Regions from separate parts of the Sus scrofa genome. Here region 2 is linked to region 1. Evidence: chromatin contacts called from public HiChIP or PLAC-seq data. All regions are on one chromosome and are shown on one strand. The core of a region is the stretch at or near the end of the contact, and the rest is flanking DNA. Distances in the headings are between cores, read along the strand shown. Region 1 overlaps CCDC141 (coiled-coil domain-containing protein 141). Region 2 overlaps CCDC141 (coiled-coil domain-containing protein 141).

The links. HiChIP or PLAC-seq counts read pairs in DNA pulled down with a chosen protein or histone mark.
Region 2: a contact with region 1 is called in an H3K27ac HiChIP or PLAC-seq map of skeletal muscle. The contact joins two enhancer-like sites. A contact is called at or near these places in 1 of 47 Hi-C or Micro-C datasets (embryonic fibroblasts) and 1 of 2 datasets of contacts at active chromatin or transcription factors (skeletal muscle).

What each region holds. Positions count from the first base shown.
Region 1 is chr15:84,559,119-84,566,067 of Sscrofa11.1, forward strand. All of the region lies in intron 20 of CCDC141 (coiled-coil domain-containing protein 141), which reads right to left. Among named protein-coding and RNA genes, the nearest start is that of TTN, 61 kb to the left of the region's middle. Within about 2 kb of position 3,208, at least 3 of the 83 cell types and tissues checked have an H3K27ac peak or open chromatin away from gene starts, as enhancers often do. A contact at or near this core is called in skeletal muscle, where this site is marked.
Region 2 is chr15:84,723,726-84,730,570 of Sscrofa11.1, forward strand. All of the region lies in intron 5 of CCDC141 (coiled-coil domain-containing protein 141), which reads right to left. Among named protein-coding and RNA genes, the nearest start is that of CCDC141, 18 kb to the right of the region's middle. Within about 2 kb of position 5,341, at least 6 of the 83 cell types and tissues checked have an H3K27ac peak or open chromatin away from gene starts, as enhancers often do. A contact at or near this core is called in skeletal muscle, where this site is marked.

The DNA.
Region 1 (6,949 bases), core at 1,958-4,457:
TTTCAATAGAAATCAAGTGTGCTAAATGAATACATAATGTAGATTTAAACATATCTCCAAAATATAGGGGATTATAAATTGTTCTTGCTACTTTTTGGTTTGTAATTTATAATTGGGATTACAGTTATAGAATATCCTTTGGCCTTTGATCAAGAAATTTTTTTTCCAGATATAAGTGATATCATATAGTACTTGTCTTTCTTCTTCTGACTGACTTCACTCATTATGAGCAAAGTGTAGATCTTGCTGTGTAGCACTGGGAACTATGTTTAGTCACTTATGATGGAGCATGATAATGTGAGAAAATAGAATGTATACATGTATGTGTAACTGGGTCACCATGCTGCACAGTAGAAAAAAAATTGTATTGGGGAAATAATTAAAAAAAAGAAAATAAAATTTTTTTAAAAAGAAAGTTTTTTTAACATATCATAGATTTTGACAACTCTAATTTTCTTATTTGTATTAATTTGACATCATTTTCCAACCCACTCTGTTCTCTGTGTGCTAATATTGTCCTAGATCCTTCCATATTCCAGTGCTCTTACAGCCATCATGAATAAACTTATTAAGGCTCCAGGGAGCCGTTCATGTGGCAGAGGTCAGTGGAGTGTTGACATTTAGACCAACAAGGACATTGGTGGGGTTGAAAAGGAGACCCAATAAGAGAGCCAGTAGGAATAGGACTTTATTTGCCTAAATCCAGTTAAAAATTATTTTTCATTGGCAGTTTCCAGAGGAGATCTACTTTTTAGATATGAGCCAAAAGAATTTGAGAAAGAATGGATATGTGTATATGTATGGCTGGGTCACTTTGTTGTACAGCAGAAATTATCACAACCTTGTAAATTAACTACAAGAAAACTTTTTTAAAAAGTCATTAACATCAGAGGACCTTTAAAAATGGCACGTAAAGTGACAGTTGTTTCCCCTGCTGGCAATGCTAACTTATGTGTAAACAGAGTATATGGCTTTACACCAAAAACAGGGCATAGAGTATGACTGTCTTAAAAACAAACAGTTCAGCTTTCTCAGTGAACCAAAATTCTAAGCCGTCTAGTTCCATTAACCATACCACTTTCTGTGCCCTTCTCCATATTCAAGAAGGATAAACAAATTGATAGGCAACTCACTCTTTATGTTATCAGCAAAGAGGAGTACAAAGAAAACATAAACATTCTCAGATTGTATAGAAGCATTTAACAGCCAAGAATGAACAATGTCATGGTTGATAAATTTGAGCTATGACAAGGAGAGTCAGAAAAACATTAAAATTCCTTTCAATGACAGCAAATAAATTATTTGGGAGGGAATAAAGGCTATTCACATGCTGGATTTTAGACTAATAATGCAGACAAATATATCTGCCCTAGAAAATGCTTGCTTTTTCAAAATGCTTATTTCAAAATCTACATATTGTTAAAACAAAACCTTGACCTTATCTTTAACGCTTCCCAAAGACAACGATCTATGAAGCCCCAGCCTAATTGCATACATGGAAATTAAACTGATGTAATTTTTGCACCTGCCACAACAATACTTAATCAGTGTTGTTTATTTTATATGGTAAATGAAATTGTTGAACATGAGTTTTAAATTACAAGCAAAGAGACCACATAAAACATTTAAATTGACAAATCAATTTAGCAATATTCTAAAGTAGAAACTTCAAAGTTTGGAAATGATTTCTCTATTAGGACTCAGGAAAATATTTAAAAGTATTATTCGGTTGGTATATTTATGAAATAAACAGTATTTTTGACAGATTATGTTTTAATATACATGTATTTGATATTAGTGGGAAAGGAAAAATGAGGTCAATTTTATAGGATTAAGATATAAAGGGACTATATCCTTAGTTAATCACGTAAATGTTTGGCAGGAACTTCTTTTTTCCTGAAGTCATAATCTGACTATAGGTGTAATAACTACTACATCTGAGGAAACCAGAGATTCTTGCATTAAAAACATGTCCTCAACATAGTTATTGTTTAATGAGCACAGAGTCCCTCTTTGGGGCGATGAAAAAGTTCTGGAAATGAATAGTGGTGGTGGTTGTACAAAAATGCAAATGTATCACTTAATCATTCCCTTAAAATGGTTAAGATGGTAAACTTTATGTTATGTGCATTTTAGTATAGTTAAAAATACAATTTTTATTTTTAATACAAATAAAAATAAAATAATAAAATGAAAGAAAAAAAATATGTCCTGTCACTAACATGTATCCACTGTGAAATAAAACTTTGTATTCTTTTTTCCCTTATTGGACCCTGATTTATAAACTTCAGTTTAAAGAATAGAAGATTTGCATTTCTCTAATAATGAGTGATGTTGAACATCTTTTCATGTGTTTTTTTGGCCATATGTATGTCTTCTTTGGAGAACTGTCTGTTTAGATCTTCTGCCCATTTTTGGATGGGGTTGTTTTTTTGGTATGGAGCTGCAGAAGATGTTTATAAATTTTGGAGATTAATCCCTTGTCAGTTGATTCATTTACAAAGATTTTCTCCCATTCTGTGGGTTGTCTTTTCATTTGTTTAGGGTTTCCTTTGCTGTGCAGAAACTTTTAAGTTTGATTAGGTCCCATTTGTTTATTTTTGTTTTTATTGTCAATACTCTAAGAGGTGGATCTGAGAAGATGTGGCTGTTGTTTATGTCAGAGAGTGTTTGGCCTATGTTTTCCTCTAAGAGTTTTACAGTGTCTGGCCGACTGAACTTCTTTGCAGAACAGATGCTGACTCACAGACATTGAAAAGCTTTTGTTCTCCAGAGGAGACAGTTTGGGGGGTAGGGGGATGTGCTTGGGTGGTGGGATGGAAATCCTGTGAAATTGGATTGTGATGATCATTATACAACTACAGATTTGATAAATTCATTGAGTAATAATTAAATTTAAATTAAATTAAATTAAAAAAAATAAAGAATGGAAGAGGGGCTCTGTCATAAACCTGATAATCACTGGGTTACATCTACCTGTTTAAACAGGAAAGATCAACATCTATTTGAAAACTATGTGATGAATGACAGAAGGCTAAGCTTTAACACTTTAATTCTAAGCCATGACACTTTACGTCTACTTTGGATTAAGAAATTTAAGACTGATAAATGAGTGCAATTTTATTTCTGTTTGCTTCAGAATGTATGCACCTCCACTGAAGATGATTTATAAGGCCAAAGAATGTTCATGCCGTTATGGGTATGTGAAATGGGATCAGTTTCTTTCTGACACACGAGCTCTTTTGACAAAGTTGCTGGCACTTTTCTCTTTTGGTCCCACTGGAAACTCACTTTAAAATCCTGTACCTTTCCCAGCTCAAATTCAGAATTATTGCAAATACAAGGTGGAAGGCAGAATGCATGAACTATCTTCAGCAATCAGATTTTCAGAAAAATCTAGCCTTGCTTAATTTTCTTACCTACACATTCCAATATGAAAACTTAACTTCCCATCTAATCCCCACATAACTTGTGATCATATTTTTAAAGGAACTGAGCACTGTGATTGCTCGGCTATGGTATCGTTGTTCACGCAGCTGTTTCTAACTTTAGTTAGCTTGTCAACAATGGGGAATGGTGGAGATGGCTAGGGCAACTGCTCAACTGGAGCTCAGAAGCAGGAAAAAACACCCAAAGCCGTGGGCAAGAGAAAGTGTACTGTATTCAAAATCTTTAAATGGTGTTATAATTCATATTAAGAAAATTTCTGAAAATCTTCAGAAAATCAAGAGAAAGGTATTTTCTCAAAAGAATAGTGTGATTTTCCTATCTTTCCACTTGTTCAGCTCCTCCTTATTTGCTGTGGAATAAGCAGACTAATTTAATAGAGCTATAATTAGAAAAAAGTCATTAAGACCTTAAAACTGTAGTTCTTCTGAAACTTCTGAACCTATAGCAGAATAAGCATCTTTCTCAAATTTCCTAGGGAGAACTAAGCCTCTCTTGGTTCAGGAATAAACAAAACTTCTTAGAGAAGAAGCAAAAGGGAATAAGATGGTTGACAATGAGACAGGCTTGCTATTTTTATTCTTGACGAAGCTGGTTGAGGCAACTTTGGCGCAAGAATGTATTATTTGTGAGTCTGTTGCTGGCAAAGCCAATTTATGTGAGGGACATAGGACATTTTACAGCTAAGAACATGTATTTAAAACAAAAGCCTTTCACCATAACTATGGTGCGTAATTGGTCAGAAGCAAAAATACAAAACAAGCAGTCCATTTTTCTTAATGTCTATATCTTGCCCACCATTTTGCCTGCTCCAGATAAAAAGCTTTCCGATGCTCATTTTTACAGAGCAAAAGCTGCAGTTATCACTTCCCAGGCATGCTTGTATTTGAAATGAAGGGACTGAAAGTCATAATTTAACCTGAATGACTTGCTATAATAATTAATAATAGAATATTCAGCTTTAGTGCTGGAGAAATTTTAGGACAAGACTTTCTTGGCCTCTGTCCATTCAGCAACCACATGGCTGTCTTCCTGTGCTTAGGACTAGCCTTGTAGAAGCAGGAAGTGGGGCAGCTCAGACGGAGAAGACAATGGCTCCATTTGAAATTGCAGGTGGCAGTATTTCTCAGTAACAGTTATTTTATCCCTTCTGAAAGTTCTGTGTGTTCACAGTTTATTTACATTTTATTTTCTGGAAAAGTTAACCATGATTTTAAACCTCAGCTCTCAGCAGAAATGATCACAACCTTATCAATCAACTGTACTTCAGTCACATTTTAAAAAGTGAAAAAAAAAATTCAGCCCTCTATAGGAATGGTGGTTTTGTAGATGTTAAACACCAAACTTGTAACAGATTTTAACCCTACAGGATGGGCATTTTCATAAAAAACTGTAATCGCTCCTATCCTCTTATGTATATTGTCCAGACTCACAGAGGGGCCTAGAAATGAGTGGCTGTGACTGTGAAGTCCCCTGGGCTTTAAGTTGCCCTAGATTCTTAGTTTCCTAAGGACTTTTGTGTTCTTATGGTCTGGCACACAGTAGCCATATAATGATATTTGTTGAACAATGATAATTAATTTTTTTCTTAAAATAATGAATTAAGATCATCAATCTGGAAAATAATAACTATCTACACTATACCACAGTGCTGCTCCATCAGGTGTTTTGCCCATCTACACCGTCTTTTTCTGCTTCTTTTCCTGCCAGCCAGTGGCTGTCCATAGTCATTTTGTCAACAGCAAAGCACTATACAATATGAGAAGGTTTAATGCTATCAGTTGTGTATGTGTCTATAGCCATACCATTCCCATATCCTAATTTACTGCTGCTAATATGCCTCATCTCCCTGGACCTTAGGTGACTGACCTATCCAACCTGACAAAAGAATCTGTGTGACTGGAACAAAAGACTCTGGCATATGTAGAACATATACCTACAGGCATATATATATTGTCCATTTCTGTTCCCTTCCTGATGGGTAAGAGGTTGCTACAGTGTCAAAATCTCAGGCTGAAGTAATATAATTATACAAAAGCTTCCATTTGCAAAATTTATTTGAGAAAATGAATGCCAACCCAATTCCGTCATTGCTATTCTTTTCAGCAAAGTAATTGTTTGTGACCCATAATGAGACTCCAGTGACAAATTTCCATTAACATCATGTAAATGTAAAGGTGATTTTTTTTCAGTCAGTTTGCAAGAATAAAACATGCTCGATATTAAGTTATTACATTTCTAAAGAAGACGTGTAAAGAATAAGTAACTGATGAAGTTCGGTCATGTTAAATGGCAGAGAATGTCTATAGTGCTTTCTGTATTAACAAATTATTTGTATGGCCAGGCCAGCAAATGTATAGCGAGAGTCAATCTTCATGCATAAAAATGTACCTTTGTGTGAAACGTGTAGAAAAAACTCCACAAAATCTGGCTATCTTAAGTCTGTTTTCAAGAAGACGTGGAGAAAATGAGGTTTTACAATTAACTATGTCTTCTATACTATACAAATTAGACATAAATAATATTTTACCCAAAGACAATCAAGGCAAAAAAACCCCACAAAACACATGGTTCTTTGTCTTTAAGGAATATCATATTGCATTAAAAAAAATTACACATAGAACACCTCACTTTATTTTGCCTTGAGGTATTGAGTTCTTTTCTAAGGGCCTTTAGTGCTGTTAAAACCATGTAAATTATGGCATCTTCAAAAAGTAGTCTGGTTGAAATAACCAGGTGAACTGTGGTACTATACCAGATCATAAGAACAGTTTGCAAAAAAATATACTAGAAAACAAAGATAGAAGAAGAAAACATAGTTAAAGGATACATTTAACATCAGACCATGCAATAGTTGAACAGACTCAGGCAGTAACTGAATGATGAATTTTGTGTTTAGCAGGTGACAAGTTGGTGCCCAATAAATGTTGGTGCCCAATAAATGAGCTTCTGGCCCAAAGCCAGAAACACTATGAGCAGAAACTCTGCAGTCCTGCAGCATATGCTCAAGTGAAAAATGTGTACTCTTCAATTTTCTCATCTGAAAAATGAAAATCCTCCAAAATCAGTTTTAAATCAGAATCAGTGAAGTCCCAAGAAGCACTTGAAGCACATTGGAAGTAAAACAGTATGTTTTAAAATCAACTTAAAAAGTCAAATGCTGTGCTTGGTCTAGTTCCCTGGTGGGATATTTGACTTTATTTTTTTATTTTTAATTCATTTTTTTTTTGTCTTTTGTCCTTTTAGGACTGCACCTGTGGCATAAGGAGGTTCCCAGGCTAGGGGTCTAATCGGAGCTGTAGCTGCCAGCCTATGCCACAGCCACAGCAATGCCAGATCTGAACCATGTCTGCAACCTACACCACAGCTCATGACAATGCTGGGTCCTTAACCCACTGAGCGAGGCCAGGGATCGAACCCGCAACCTCATGGTTCCTAGTTGGATTCGTTTCTACTGTGCCATGACAGGAACTCCAAGACTTTATTTTTTTATACAAAAAAA
Region 2 (6,845 bases), core at 4,091-6,590, 170 kb after region 1:
TCCCATCACGAGGAGAATTTTTTTTCCTTTTTCCTTTTCTTCTTTCTTTTTTAAAAATTGTATGAGCAGATGGAGGTTAGCTGAATCTATTGTGGTGATCATCTTACAACACACGTAAATCAAACCATCATTCTATATGCCTTAAATTTATACGGTGATGTAAGCTAATTAAGTCTCAACTGGAAAAATAAATAAAATTACCTATGCAATTGCATTTGTGGTTCACATTTTATATTTCTATTTATTGCTGCTCTAAGAAGTATAACACACAAGCAAAGCATTTTATTTCCAACACATTGATAAAAGTTTAATAGCCTATGGGATCACTGAACCAAAGAATCTCAGGCTCCCAGAAGGCAGTCAGCAATAGCCTTCAGTGGTTTGGGTCTCTCTAGTTCCAATTATGTAACAACTTGGGATATATTTTGAGCTGAAACTTAAAGTAAAAAAAAAAAAAAACATGTCCTATGAAAATGAATCTGACAGCTCATGGTTCTTTAGAGTTCCCTCTTACTGACAGAGTAATTAGGATTTCTTTAAGAAAATCATACAGCCATATGATTATATGCATGAGTTATGGAGCTGAAATGTGAAACTTCTCTCACCTTCTTTGTCTTCTCATTTCATTGGTTGACCCAGTGCCTAAAATTTGTGCCACAGAAGCCCTCATACTGGTGCTCTGGCCTGAAACCTGGGGCTTTGGTTTCCCTCCCATCACTGTGTCTATGAGACAAAGCAGTGGGGACAACAGAGAGAGGAAAAAAAAATGTAAATTTAAGGCAAATTCAGGGACCATGGTTCCTCTGGTCAGAGACAGGACCCCACTTTCAGAGATTTAGGCACCGCCTGGCTGCCTCCACCCTCACCATCACTGCTGCCTTTGGAGAGACTGCCCAGGCTGGGGCGGAGTATCTGTCCTACTCACAGAAGTCCTCGTTCTAGTGCTCAGACCTGAAAGAGAAGACTTTTTTGGAATTTTTCTGTCCATATCTGATGCATACTTCAGTGTCAACTTGCTTTGAATCTAAGCTGGGTAATCCTGAAGAGAGAAAAAACACTGCTGGCTTGGTGGTCTTCAGAAATCTGATCTTTTCCCCTAATCTCCTTGCTAGTCCCTCCTTTTCAGCATCCTCAATGTACACACATTCTGCCAAGGTTTGTAGCTGCACTTAGTGGAGACAGGATGGAGGGTGCTTATTCCATCTTGCCTGAGACTGAAAGAGTATTCCATTTTAAGACAATTTTTTTTTTTTTTGGCTTTTTATGGCCGCACCTGTGGTATACGGAGGTTGCCAGGCTAGGGGCTAAATCCCGAGCTGCAGCCACTGGCCTATGCCACAAGCCATGGCAACATGGGATCCAAACCATGCCTGCAACACACACCACAGCTTGTGACAAAGCCAGATCTTAACTAACTAAGCAAGGCCAGGGATCGAACATTCATCCTCAAGGACACTAGTCGGGTTCTTAACCTGCTGAGCCACAATGGGAACTCCAAGACAATGGGATCAATGGCATCTCTGCAGCTGCAGGATGGGTTCAATCCCTAGCCTGGCACAGTAGGTTAAAGGATCCCACATAGCAGCTCCTGCAGAGTTGGTCGCAACTGCGGCTCAGATCTGATCTCTAGCCAGGGAACTCTATATGCCTGTGGGGCTGCCAAAAAAGGACAAAAAATGAGCAGAACACTTGAATAGAAATTTCTCCAAAGAAGATAGACAATTGTCCAGTAGGTATAAGAAAAGATTTTAAACTTCATTAGTTATTAGAGAACTACAAATCAACACCACGAGACACCACTTCACATATAATAGAATAGCTATCATTAAACACAACGCACACACACACACAAGCACACACAGAGTGAGAGAGAGAGAAAAAATAACATGTTTAGCAAAGATATGGAGAAATTGGAACACTTGTGTGTTGTTGGTGGGAATGTAATATGGTACAGCTACTATGAAAAACATTTTGGTGTTTCCTTAAAGAGTTAGAAGAAAAATGCCCTATGGGAGTTCCCTTCATGGCACAGCGGAAACAAATCTGATTAGGAACAATGAAGTTGCAGGTTTGATCTCACTTAGTGCGTTAAGGATCAGGTGTTGCCGTGAGCTGCGATGTAGGTGGAAGATGCGGCTCAGATCCTGCATTCCTGTGGCTGTGGCCAGCAACTATAGCTCCAATTTGACCTCTAGCCTGGGAACCTCCATATACCACAGGTGCGGCCCTAAAAAAAAAAAAAAAAAAAAAAAAAAAAAAAAAAGGGGAAAAGAAAAAGAAGAAAAAATGCCCTATGACCTGGCAAGTCCACTCCTAGATATACACCCAAAATAACTGAAAACATGTATTCTAACAGATATGTGTAAACCAGTGTTCACTGTAGCATTATTCACAATAGCTGAAAATAGCTGAAAACCCTATTGTCCATGGACAAATGTGCAATGTGGCATATCTATGTATTTCAGTATTATTCATTCATAAGAAGGAATGAAGTTCTAATACCGGTGACAACATAGATGAATGTTGAAAACAGCATGCTGAGTGAAATAAGCCAGACAACACAAGGACAAATATTATATAATTCCATTTACATGAATTCATAAGGGTGGAAAGTAGATTAGCAGTATCAGAAAAGGGAGAGTGGGAGTCATTGCTTAATAGATACAGAGTTCCTATTTGGAGTGTTGAAAAATTTGGGGAAATTGATACTTGTGATGGTTGAACAACACTGTGAATGAAATTAATGCCGCTGAATTGTACATTTAAAAATGGTTGAGGAGTTCCTGTCGTGGCTCAGTGGAAATGAATCCAAATAGGAACCATGAGGTTGTGGGTTCGATCCCTGGCCTCACTCAGTGGGTTAAAGATCCAGCATTGGTGTGAGCTGTGGTGAAGGTCGAAGACGAGGCTTGAATCTGGCATTGCTGTGGCTCTGGCATAGGCTGGCAGCACCAGCTCCAATTAGACCCCTAGCCTGGGAACCTTCATATGCTGCGGTTATGGCCCTAAAATAGACAAAAACAGACAAAAAAATTGGTTGAAATTGCAAATTTATAATATATATTTTACCATAATAAAAATTTTTACATAATGCATTCATAGTAAGTACTTCTGCTCACAGAAAATCCCACTATTCCTTCTTTAAAGAATACATTTTAGTAAGACTTTAAACTTTACTAATAATATATTCTATTCATTTTTAAGTAAACAGAAACAGGACAGAAATAAACATTCACTGAGTCAGAAATTTAGTCAGAATCAGGGAGCCAATAGATTTATGAGTAAATCAGAGATGACATTTTTTAGTATTTTATACTCTAGAGTGCCATTCTTCACTGAAGGCTAATATCATTTACTTACAAATATAGGAACCACGGTCTAGAGATTTTCTTGGTTCTTACAGTCCTAATTCTTTTGGACAATAGCAATGTAGTTGCTTGGAAGACAGATGCTGAGGGGACGAATGCCCTCAGCAACATCTCTACGGAATTTCCAGCTCCTCTTTTCCTGAACCACCTGAGGACACAGTACTGACAGTGGCACAGACAGTGCTTCTTTACCTGCTTACATCTCCCTATCCCCTTTCTTGAATTTTTTTTTTCTCATGAAAAATAATCAAGTATGGGAGTTTCCATTGCAGCACAGCAGAAACGAATCTGACTAGTATCCATGAGGATCTGGGTTTGATCCCTGGCCTTGCTCAGGGGGTCGGGGATCTGGCATTGTTGTGAGCTGTGATGTAGGTCACAGATGTGGCTCAGATCCCTTGTTGCTGTGGCTGTGGCATAGGCCAGTGGCTAAAGTTCCAATTCCAATTCGACCCCTAGTTAGGGAACTTCCATATGCCATGGCTGTGGCCCTAAAAAGAAAGAAAGAATCAAGTATGATTTGGGAATCTAGATGCTTTCAGGGAATGAATGCTTTTCCACATGATAATGTTTTCCCCACTGAAAACAGGGAAATATTTTTTTCTCTGGACGTTCCACTGGAATAGTTGAGTACATTGCTGAAAGGAAAATAAGATCTCTGGGGTATAGACATTACCAACATTAGAAACACTCATAAAAATTCTGTTTTCAGAATTTTCCCTTCAGTCTAAATTATTAGGGTTTGAGATAATTTTCAATGGAAGGCAGAAAACAGCTTTTCTATCAAATTAAACATCCAAATTTCTCTGATATATTAATTCTTAATGGAACAGTTACACCACTTTTTCTTTTAAAGGCAGCAGGCACTTCCATAAATCATTGTGTTCCTCCCCAAGATTTCCTTTTTAGGTATTTAAGGGTCTCTGTTATTATCATAATTTTTCACACAAAGAACCTGAGACCAGAGAGGCTAAAATGCTTTGTCTAAAGCAGAGTAGACTCAGCAGAGTATTCCTACAGCCTCCCAACACTTGTAAGAGTACATTCCATTTTATAATTAGAACAAATCCCAGGGCCCTGTGCCTAGGAAAAGAACTGGAATGAATATTAAATATTAAACATTATTGGCTTATTGAACTACTAATGTCCCTATCATTCAAAAAGCTCATATTAAAACTAACTTGGCACAACAACTTTCTGCTACAGTTAAGAGTGTATTTACCCCAACAGCATAATAACTAGTAAACTGATAAATTAGTGATCTGCAATACAGAATTCACATTTTTCTCATTTAAAAAAGTCTCCTGACAGAAAATCTGAAACTGACTTCAGACTCCTTGATTTTTAAGCCAATAGTATTGGAAGATGAAGCTACTACTTAAAATCTCTTGAGGGTCGGTGGCTGGTTTGGTAGGATGGGTGGTGAAGGAAGATACAGGAGATGGACATAAAGAGGTCCTGCCTGGAGGCCTATGTGAAAGCCAAAGTCCTTTTTACTTGTAACTTCACATTCTCAGACCCACATGCAGAGAGGGAGAATGGTCCCAAGATTCCATTGCCCATTATGGCAAGATCCACTATAGAAAGGAACCTTTGATTCATATTTTCCCATTTTTATAAATAAAAGGCCTAGGAGGCTAGCCCATAGCAGGAAGACTGGCATAAAAGGACAAGACCTTACAACTGAGAAGCACAAGCAACTTCTGAAGCTGGAGCCTGTAAAACATAAAGCGCTTTTGCAGCTGAGCACGTGTAGGATTTTAGGTGTGCAAATAGCGCATACTTGTTAAGAGCAGATCAACTGCTCTGCTACATAAAGAATTCTCCCCAGAGTTGTGGGGCTGGACAGGAATAGGTTCAGGGAGAAAGAGGTTGCCTTTGAGACCCAGACTGCTATGCATTTCCCATCAACCATAGTTCACCAGTGGCCCTGAATGTGTTGCCAGCTGTTAGTGGGACCTGGGGAAGGGATGAAGTTTCAAATCCAGGTTAACTTCAGAAACAGTTGACAAGTGCATATTGGAAGGGCTGAGAAAGTAAACCTCTGGTGACAGGCAGGATTGTGAGAAAGCACTGGGTTTCCACAAGTGCTAAAATTGAGCTTTTTCTGTAGCGCTAAGACATTGAGTTGTTAGCCAAATTACGAGTTAGTGGCATAATTAGTGCTGAAATAGAGATATTTTGATTCCTGGTTCTATGACTGCTCACATCATCATGTTTTTTTTTTTTTTAAGATACATGAAGAAGTTCCTGGTGGCCAGGGATTTCTACCTTGAAAGATAACCGAGAGCACAGAGTTGTCTACACAGGAGAATAAATTCTGGATTCTCACAGCCCCCCGGCCTCAGTTATAATTCTTTCTTTGACTTTTCAGCCTGATTTACCCACTTACTTTGATTACTGTCCAATCAGAAAGCCACTGCTGGTATGACACATCGGATGCAGATCGAATCTGCTTCTAAATCTAGGAAGCAAGTGTAAATTCCAACCTAGATGTTCAAAGATGACAGTAATATTAAAGTACTAAAGCCACAGAACATCTAGTCTTTGCAGGCTTCTGAATCAAACCTCTTTGATCTTAGTGATGACATTCATTTGCCTCTGAGGGTTATTACTCACAGCATTGGCTGTGGCACATAGCTCCATTCTCAGAAGGGGAAACCACTTGGGGTTTAGTGCTTTACCTGTCACCATCTTGAAGTTCTTAACAATTTATCTTTGAATGTGTTTTATAAGTGAAGTCCAGTGGGACAACAGAGGAAATGTTGGGAGATGGGAGCCTCATCTCGCATGTGGTCCTGCCTCCCGAGGAAAGAGGAGAGATTCTGCTATCCTGTCTGCTCCCCGTCCCTGCTCAGTGACCTCTGCCATCTGCCCTGGCAGAGGTCAGGGCACAGCTTGGAAGACTGGCCTGGCCCACACCCTGTGCACTGGGCCAGGGCTGAGGCCCAGCACCTGTGAGGGGCTGCACTCACCCCATGTAGATCCCCATGCCTGAAGGAGGTAAGAAGAACACCGTGAAGGGCCAAGAAAAAGCTTTTTCCTGCTTTTTGAACAGGAAGCCCCACATTTTTCCTTTGTGTTGGGCTCCCAAATTACATTCCTGTACCTGATTAGATACCTTATCTGGCAATCTCAAAGCCAAGTTGTTTTTAGATTCTTAATAACTACAGCATTATATGCTATAACTCTGAATTTACTAAAAGTATTCTTCGGTTTTAAGAATACTTTTTTTTTCTATTTTATTTATGTATTTATTTATTTTGCTTTTTAGGGCCACACCATGGCATATGGAAGTTCCCAGGCTAGGGTCTAATCAGAGCTACAGCTGCTGGCCTACACCAGAGCCACAGCAACTCGGGATCTGAGCCACATCTGTGACCTATACCACAGCTCACGGCAACACCACACCTTAACCCACTGAGCAAGGCCAGGGATAGAACCCACAACCTCATGGTTCTAGTCAGATTCGTTTCT